2 separate regions of the Ovis aries genome follow, and region 2 is linked to region 1. The links are chromatin contacts, called in public Hi-C maps. All regions are on one chromosome and are shown on one strand. The core of a region is the stretch at or near the end of the contact, and the rest is flanking DNA. Distances in the headings are between cores, read along the strand shown.

Evidence for each region. A called contact is a pair of places that touch in the nucleus more often than the background predicts.
Region 2: a Hi-C map of muscle shows a contact between it and region 1, with 4 times the contacts expected there. The contact joins the promoter of USO1 here to the promoter of THAP6 in region 1. A contact is called at or near these places in 5 of 16 Hi-C or Micro-C datasets (blood, liver, muscle and 2 more).

What each region holds. Positions count from the first base shown.
Region 1 is chr6:91,109,757-91,114,356 of ARS-UI_Ramb_v3.0, reverse strand. It overlaps THAP6 (THAP domain containing 6), which reads right to left and starts at 1,923. Exons shown (of 5, transcript XM_060417222.1): 1 at 1,851-1,923; 2 at 1,390-1,487; 3 at 845-947. The coding sequence starts at 924. RCHY1 (ring finger and CHY zinc finger domain containing 1) reads left to right here and starts at 2,086. Exons shown (of 9, transcript NM_001163595.1): 1 at 2,086-2,175; 2 at 3,694-3,813; 3 at 4,046-4,161. The coding sequence starts at 2,086.
Region 2 is chr6:91,314,555-91,319,154 of ARS-UI_Ramb_v3.0, reverse strand. It overlaps USO1 (USO1 vesicle transport factor), which reads right to left and starts at 2,697. Exons shown (of 24, transcript XM_060417226.1): 1 at 2,455-2,697. The coding sequence starts at 2,520. G3BP2 (G3BP stress granule assembly factor 2) reads left to right here and starts at 2,889. Exons shown (of 10, transcript XM_060417248.1): 1 at 2,889-3,059.

The sequences.
Region 1 (4,600 bases), core at 674-3,173:
AGGAGATCCAACCAGTCCATTCTAAAGGAGATCAGTCCTGGGTGTTCATTGGAGGGACTGATGCTAAAGCTGAAACTCCAATAGTTTGGCCACCTCATCCGAAGAGTTGACTCATTGGAAAAGACTCTGATGCTGGGAGGCATTGGGGGCAGGAGGAGGAGGGGACGACAGAGGATGAGATGGCTGGATGGCATTACTGACTCGATGGACATGAGTTTGAGCAAACTCCGGGAGTTGCTGATGGACAGGGAGGCCTGGCGTGCTGCAGTTCATGGGGTTGCAAAGAGTCGGACACGACTTAGCGACGAAACTGAACTGAATTATCTGCAGTACAGCTAAACTTGGTCTGAAGTTGTAATTTATACCTTTTTCTTTGTAACATAAGCTTGATCTATTTTTAAACATTAATATAAACATAAGCTCTATTTATTTCTCTGTAACATAAGCTTGATTTATTTCTAAAGGACAGAATATATTTGAGCAGAGATCCTTGATTTGGATTGTAAACTACAACAACACAATTTCTTTGAAGGTATGTTGAAATGCAAAACAGTAATATTAGCAAAAAGGTGTGATGATATTTTTGTTAACCTGTCTGTGATACCTTTGCAGGTATCTTAAGCTTCTGCACTAATTATAAAAATGTAAAACTGTTATTGTCACTTCAAATATAACTAAAAAGGTTATTAAAAAAGAAGTTGAGAACTAAAGTTCAAAATCAAAGTTCTAGGTGGCATAGCTCAGGGGAAGAGCAACTGGCTGCAAAATTGAAGATTTAAGTAGACCTGTCTTTAGCTTCTTTTAACAGTCAAAAGTACTTGGCTTAACTACAGCAGACTCTTACACGTGAAATGTCAGTCCTTTTAACTTGGAATTTGGTAAACAGCGAGAGGCACATCCAACGGCCGAGCAACATTTCACCATTGTCTCAGCAACTCATAGGAGAACTGAAAGAAAATTAAGGGGGCAAGCGTCAGCAACTTCAAAGCTAAGGGGTACATATTTACCTTTCCCAGTACATTCCACGTAACATTACATGAGGTTAGAAAGCCAAGGGCAAATATTTTCTTCTAAAACCCGCAGCTCTCCTCATAAAATTTTCTAGAGGTTTGGCTCTTTAACAAGGCAGGTCATATTCAGCTGGGCCTTATGTCAGTTTCAGGGGCGGGTACATTTCCCTCCCACCACTTCTAAGAGGCACGTGTTCCCTCATCACCAGATCCTGGCACACTGATGCCTCCTAGAAAGCTCATTCTGAGCTCTCAGCTCAAGCGTTGCTTCCTCAGGGAAACCTTCCTTGACACCGGATTAAGTCAGATTCCCTCTGGTACTAGCTCTCTTGGAACACACACTTCCCCTTCCTAGCACTTCTCCAAGCTGTAAACCTACATGTATTTCAGGGTGTCTGTGGACTCTCTTTCTCCTTCACCAGTCTGAGTTCCCAGAACCGTTTTTGGTCACTTTCGTTTCCATGGCGTAGCTGGTGACTGGCACATAGTAAATGTTAATATACTACTGAAGGAATGAAGAGGAAGTAATGAACAAGGGGACAAAAAGGCATTCGGGTCGCTGACCAGCGCCTGGCTGCTCGGCCGTGGCCGCAAGCGCGCCAGGATTCGCTGTCAGCCGGCAGGCCAGGCAAGAGCTCCGCCCATTTCTCGAGGCTACGGCCGCTGCCGGGAGAGGGAGGGGCCTCCGTGTCACAGGTGTCGCTGAGGCCGGAGAGCGGCCCTTCCCCAGGGGCCACCGGACGTTTCCGCGCTGCTGCGGTTCTCCTCGCCCCGAACCGCGCCCAGGGTGTGGGCGGGTAGCGATGGAGGGAAAAGGGGAGGCAACCTAAGAATTATTACCGTTAGCGGTGAAGGCAGCGACTAACGACGACAACGGAGACTGTGCCTCCTTTCGCTTCCGCCCCGTGGTCCCGGGCGCCGGAAATCCGGCTGCCCCGGGTCACGTGCCCTGCCGCCATCTTGGCTCCGGAGGCCGCTGCAGCCGGGACGGGGTGGGCTAGAGCGGCGCTGCTTTTCTGGGAGTAACTTTTGGCCTGGGGGAAGGGGTCGTGGAGTTTGAGGGGAGGTGGAGGCGATGGCTTCCTCGACGCTGGAAGATGGCGCCCGCGGGCAAGCCCAAAGGCGGCGGGGCTGCGAGCACTATGACAGGGGATGTCTCCTGAAGGTGACGATTTCACTGGGCTCTTAACAGCTTCCGCCGGGCTGGGGGTGGAGTGGGCCGGGACGTGAAGCTTGGGTTAAGTTTGTTGTCGGGCTAAGCTGTTGTCAGGAAAACTTCACCTCTGACTGGCTTCTTGCCGTAAAGAGCATGTTTTGTCAAGGCGACCACTGGCTCCACCTTTGTGTTGTAGTTTGCCAGCAAAGTTCTCGGTGGGCAAAAACCTGGCCTTGCCCATCGGTTACCTTATCAGGGGGTTCATTTATTTAGTGTTTTGGTGCTGGAAGTAGGCAGAGGTAGCCCCGGGCCTGTGCTGGCTTTTCCCAGGATCACTTTCAGGTGTGTGATGAAATAATGGAAGGCGGGTAAGCGAGTGGAGACTCGGAATACACTTTGATCTCCTGTAGTAAATAAGTTTTATAGCTTGCCAGCTTCATTTTAGTGTGAGTAGGCCTAAGTCTGCCAGGCAGAAAACGTAAGCGGAAGGAATGAACTATGTTACAGTAAGTCATGGCATAGGAAGTCTTCAGGAATGAGTGGATCTTAAAGTTCACAGTGTACTGGAAGGTATGATATAAGGTTAGCTTCTTGGCCTAGAGACTTTTTGAGGTACTAGTTAGGGTAAAGCTAAGTTGCTGTAACAAAAAGACCTAGTAGTGATGTGAGTTAAAGAATAAAAGTTTATTTCTCCTCACCTCACAATTCAAGGTGAGTGAATGATCTAGTTTGGTAATGAGGCTGTTTCACATGACCACTCCTTGGACAAATTTTCTCTATTGTGTTGCTAACTATGTTTTAGGGCATATAGTCATCAACTGGGCTGCTGCCATGTCCAGGTTTCATCTGGTGGAAAGGGAGAAGGGAGCGCGGGGGAAGAGACATGCCTAGCTTCTTAATACCTAGGCCCAGGAGAGGCACTGATTTTATTCTGTGTGTATTCTGTTGCTAAGAACTTAAGTCATTTGACCCACAAGTAACAGCAAGGAAACAGTAGTATAGCTGGGCAGTCATGTGTCCAGGAAGAAGGAGAGAGTCGACTTTCTTGTCTTGGACAACTGGAAGTCTTTGCCAATCTTGAAAACAAGGACGTCTTTTACGTTTATTGTGTCCTCCAAACTTTAAGACAGTTGATGTGTGGTAAACTTAAGTGGACTAATGCTTCAGCGTTAAAGTTGGTAAATGAATTTATCTGGAATGTCTTAAGTAGAAATTGCCTGCGTGCTACTTAATGCTGAGAATAAGTTTAGGGTATTGTGAGATTAACTTTTCAGTTTAGGGATGGCCGTCTTTTATAATTCTTGTTTTGAACTGCAGGGTTGTGTTCAACTTGGTAGAGACCCAGATGTTGATGGGAAAACAGTGAAATGTTATGTGTAGTTATCAGTTTACCAAATGATCCATTGGTTGTAATCTTTGATCTTGTTCCAGGAGGAGGAGAAAGAAATTTCTTTTTGCATTATTTCAAACTTGCCTTGTCTTGCTGCTTATGCCTTTTTTTTCTTTTTTCCCTCACCTGGGGATTAGGCACCTTGCTGTGACAAGCTTTATACTTGCCGATTGTGTCATGATAACAATGAAGATCATCAACTAGATCGCTTTAAAGTAAAGGAAGTGCAGTGCATAAACTGTGAAAAAATTCAGCGTGTAAGATTTTATTACATATTTCTATTTTTTTTAAACGTGTACTAATGTGGTTTTAAAAATTTAATAAAGAATATTGCAATAGCCCTTAAAATACGCAGTGTCTTGGGTTTAAATGTAGGAAAACATGTAAAGATAAAACTGCATGTACATTAAGAAAAAATCTGGACATTTAAATTAGTAATTCAAAATGTTTTGGCAAATTGTATATTTTTAGTTATTTTTTGTTTTTTAGGCACAACAGACTTGTGAGGAATGTAGCACATTGTTTGGAGAATATTATTGCAGTGTATGCCATCTGTTTGACAAAGACAAGAAACAGTATCATTGTGAAAACTGTGGAATTTGTAGGTACTGTATGTAAAATGTTCTTTTTAAATTATTTCTAATATATCTTAGGAATAATAATTTTTAAAATCACCTTATTGGAATATAATTATATCGGGGAATGGCTACTACCCACACCAGTATTCTTGCCTGAAGAATTCCATGGACAGAGAACTTTCAGAATTACATCTTATGGGATGCTTTAATGTTAAATGTTCAGTTCAGTAACTTTGACAAATATATCTCCTAACCCTAACCCTAACCATCATCACAAATCAAGGATAAAAAAAAATTTCCATTGCCCTAAAAATTTCTTCATGCCTTCATCATTTAGCCCATCAACAATTGTGTGTTTATTTAAATTTTAAATTTGGGGTAGAAATTATGCTTTTATATGAAGTGGCTTGTAGAAAGCTAAGGTAAAAAATTAGGGTAGATTTTTCCTTTTTGAAAATTAGTTTAA
Region 2 (4,600 bases), core at 1,448-3,947, 200 kb before region 1:
GCAACTAGAATATCCAGGTCACATCAAATCACCAATTAAAAGATCTAATATTATACCAACAGTCTACCAATGCTCTATAAATACTCCTAAATTGGTGGCTTATAATGCTGTATACCAATTACTCTTCCTGATGGAACGAGATGGTGAAATAAATTCTATTCATACTGAGTAAATAGTGTAATAGTAACTCAGAGTAAACTATTAATTCTCATCAGAAGACATTGGTTTTCCAATTTTGAATATACACGTTCAAGGTTAGGCAAGAACAAGGGCCCCCCACTTCCCTTTCAGTTTATATACACGTGATACACAAGTGATTCCAGTCTCACTTTGAAATCATGATATAAAAGCTGTGTTGTTCCATTCACTATGGCAAGATCAAAGTGCTCTAGTCTCAGCCCTGCATTACTGTGCAAGTGGCTTCAGTGCTCTGTGCTTCAGTCTCCTAACTTGTAAAATACTGCAGTTCCACCTGGATGATGTGCAAAGGGCCTTTCTGCTTTAATATCCTATACTCAATTAGTCGTACACCATCTTTTCTGGAGAGGACATTGTGACAAGACTATAACAACAACAAAAAAGAAAGTATTCTTTTCCTGAAAACATGTAATAAGGGACTTCCCTGGCAGTTCAGGGGTTAAGACCTCAAGCTCCCAAGGCAGGGGGTACAGGTTTAGTCTCTGGCCTGGGAACTAAGATCACACATGTTGCATGGGACAGCCAAAAAAGAGAAAAAAAAAAGTAATAAAAACTTAGCTTTTATTGAACACATACTAAGTGCTAGCTTCTTTCCATTTTTTATTTCACTTAATCCTCATTACACCCATCAGAGTAGGCATTTTTCTCATTTTACTCATAGGGTATTAGTCATCTCTTGCCTGTTCAATCTAATGAGAGGTGGAAGGCAAGGATTCAAATCAAGTTCTAATAAACCACACTTTAAAACCTAGTGCCTCAAACAAAAATATCTGATATATAACATACATGAACAAAAGCTGAAGAGGTGGGCTGTGACTATGGTAACCTGGAGAGAGCATGTGTATGTGTATGTGCGCGCGCATGTGTGTGCACATGACCGTGTGTGAAATCTCCTGATTTTCAAATGAAGGAAAGCAGATTCACCAGCTTTCAGCTTCTGCTTTAAACAGTTCTAACTCAGATGACATTAATTTTAATAATCACATAAATTCCCCAAATTCCCAGATATGTATTAAAATACAGACATCAGCAATAAAGTCTAGGCTTTGACGTAAGGCAAGCTTTGTTTGAATCCTGGCTCCATTACTACTAGTGTGACTTAGGTCAAGTGACTTCACCTCTCTAATCCTCAAGTGTTCACTTGTAAAGTGAGGATACTATCACCTATCCTACAAGGTGGTTGGGGAGCTAAGGAAAATAAGAATGTAAACTACAAAGAACACAGAACCCAGCACAAGGTAAGAACCTGGCAAATGAAAGCTATCATTGAACCTTCAGGATCCTAGTAACACAGAACATAGGATCAACATTCACAGACAATCCAGTAGTGTCTACAAATACTAACCACAGTTTACTTTTACAATGCCATACTTTGTCACTTTTTTGTAGACCTAAAATTACTCTCAAACCAATAGTTAAAAAAAAGTCATACACTTATTCCTAACAGACACTAACCAAACTTCGAGATTTATCCTAAACCTAAAATCGAACCAACTTATCAAAAATTGTGTTGAGTAGCTAACAATTTTTTTAAAGTGACGCTGCAAATCCTGTTTACACGAGTTCAGACTTCTGAATGGGGAGAATGGAAGGGACGCGTGTTCCCAAAGCATTTTGAGCGCCAAAGATCCCCACAACGACCAAGCGAGTATTTCCCAAATAGTGGGCGAGGCTGAAAAACGGGGTCCGAACTAATGACACCTGAAAGAACGACCTGCCTCTAGTTGAATGGGCAGGGGCAGGTGGCTTTGTGACCCAAACTATCGTATTATTCTTAGCCACTTGCTCTGGTCAACTGCTGGGTTTAAACCTTCCTGCAGTTTTCCTCAAAGCCCCATTCCAGACTGCGAGGGAGGTGGACTTTAGGTTAATCACCGCCAGTGAAGACACTGGCGAAAAGGGAGGGACAGGCCCGCGGCCCCGAAGGGCGTGGGAGGCAGGTCAGGCCACTTCTGCCCAGGATGGATGCCTTTCCCGGAGGTACCACCGCGGACCACCACCAAGCGGCCTGTGGAGCTTCGGGGCGCGGCTGCTGTCAGCAGGGCCAAGCCGCCGCGCTGGGGGTTGTGCTGCGGGTGTGAGGGAATAACTTGCGGGTTTCAGGAGAGGAAAAGAGGCACGGGGGCAAAAGGGGAGGCGGCATGTAGACTCCCGGCCCACGGTGACGCGCAGGGGGGTGACCTCCGGGCCCCTATGTCCTCCGTCCCGGTTTCTGCCCGGACCCTTCCCAAGTCCCGGACCCGCCGCTCCTCTCACCGTCTCGGCTTCTGTGTGCTGGGGTCCGGCACTCTGACCCCCCATAACCCCGCGGAGGAAATTCATCTTGCCGCTCAGCCACGGGCTCTACCGGCCTTTTCGGGAAAGAAGAGATAACTTCCCCTGTCCTCCGCAGGGCCCGACCCCCAAGCCTGCACTTTGCACTCCCCGGCCGCCACCGCCACAGCCTACTCGGCGGCCGCTCCAGCCCCCTAAGCCCGGAAACAGCGTCCGCCACCAGTTGAGATGCGCATGCGCGGCGACGTGGCATTACGTGGCGGCTCGAAGGGCGAAGGCAAACGAGCAAAGTAGGCGAGAGGCGGCTGGTAGCCCAGGTCCTCCTAAGCCCCGCCCACTGCGAAGGCTCCGCCCTCCCCCGTAAGAACACGCCTCCCACTCCAGCCTTCGGCTGGTGCCTCCTGCTGGCCCCAACCACCCACGTGGTGCGAGCCCGGCCCTGCCGGCAGGAGACCTTACGGATTGTGTACGCATTTTGGCTTGCAAGGTGTTTAATTGTTGCCGGGCGGGACTTACTGCAAGCTGTCAAGTCTGGGGTTGTGTTTTGTTGAGTAGAAAGAGAAATTGTCCTTCGGCCGACGTGACAGGTAAGGGGTCCCGGCCTCTGGGAGGGTTCATTTGGTTTTGCGGTATAGCAGTACGAGCTTTGTGGCCTTCTCATCCCCACAAATTGCATTTCTTTACAGGGCTTTGTTTGGTGAAAAAAAGGGTACTTGAGCCCCCTCATTCCATTGCCACGGGAGGGCGCATTTCTCAGCTTTTGCTCTTCCAACCTGCTAAAAGGAATTCCTGGATCTAAACACCAGGTACACCGCTATTTTCTAGGGGTGTGAGGAGGAAACCAATCCAACCCTGCGTTTGGCTTACTAGATTAAATACATTGATCTGCAGTGTCATTTTGACAGCAGGGAACATAATGTTTTGTTATTAATGCTAAACTCTTAGATTTTCAGCGTGTGTCTGGGGGGTTAGCATGAAAAATATTCGTTTTTCAAATCGGTAAGCCTTGTTTCTTTTGAAATGAGAGTGCCAGATACACATGCTTATGGAGTAGTCTTGTCAATGCCTTGAACGTGAAAGCGCAGAGTCTAGTTATAACTGATTCATACACCACTCCCCTTGGATGCCCCACAGGTCTCAGACTCCCCAACCTTCCTTTAAAAAAAAAAAAATCAGTATGCTTCGTTCATGTGCCCTGCTGCACTCATCAGTATCACTAGCCAAATAATTGCCTAAGCTGGAAGGAGGAGGCTGGGAGGAATCTGAAACTCTGGAATTCACCCCCGCATGTCCAGTAGTCAAATCCTGTCATGCCTATTTATAGACTATTTTTCAAATAGGTCTCTGCTCTCCATGCTCTCTGCCTCTGACATGGTTTATGTTCCCATCATTCTTCACCAAGATTACGGGCAATAGCTTCCTAACTGGTTTGTCAGCATTTAAGCCTTGGGTTTCTTCCAGTCACCCAAGTCCACTCTTGGGTGAGCCTGACAATGACAAAACATCTGTCCATGTTAGTCCTCGTCTGAAAATCCTCCGGTTGTCGCCCATTCACCTCAAAATAAAATCCAAACTCCTTAGCTTGATGTATAGGCCTGTTATGTTCTGGCTCTTGCCTGTTTTTTCAGCTCCTGCCTCCCACACATACTCTGGATATAGGCCTGGATAAGTCCTTCCCCTCCCTCCACTTCATCAAGGAAACTCCTGCTAGTTCCTTAAAATTTAACTTTGGTATCTTCAGAAAGCTCTCCCTGAAATCTAGATAACATGTGTATATGCTATTCCTTTGCAGTTGTTAATATGTGGGAAGCTCTCAATAAATGCCTATTGAGCCAGACTGTTAATGGCAGAATGTGTTATTCATTTTTATATCTCTGTGGCTTAGCATTGTCACATAAAAGGTGATATTGATAGATACATGAAGAAAGCATTAAAGGGTATATGAATATAATGATGAGGAGGAAGGTCCTTTTTTTCATCTGTAGGGTGGGTTTGCAGATAACACATATCACAAAGGCTATGGTGCAGTTTCCTTTGCTAGTGCCAAGGTTTTAAGCTTCTGTGAGTTGGAGAACAGTGGGGATCATACTGCCAAAAATATTGTACACTAAGCATTGTCCTCTGTTTT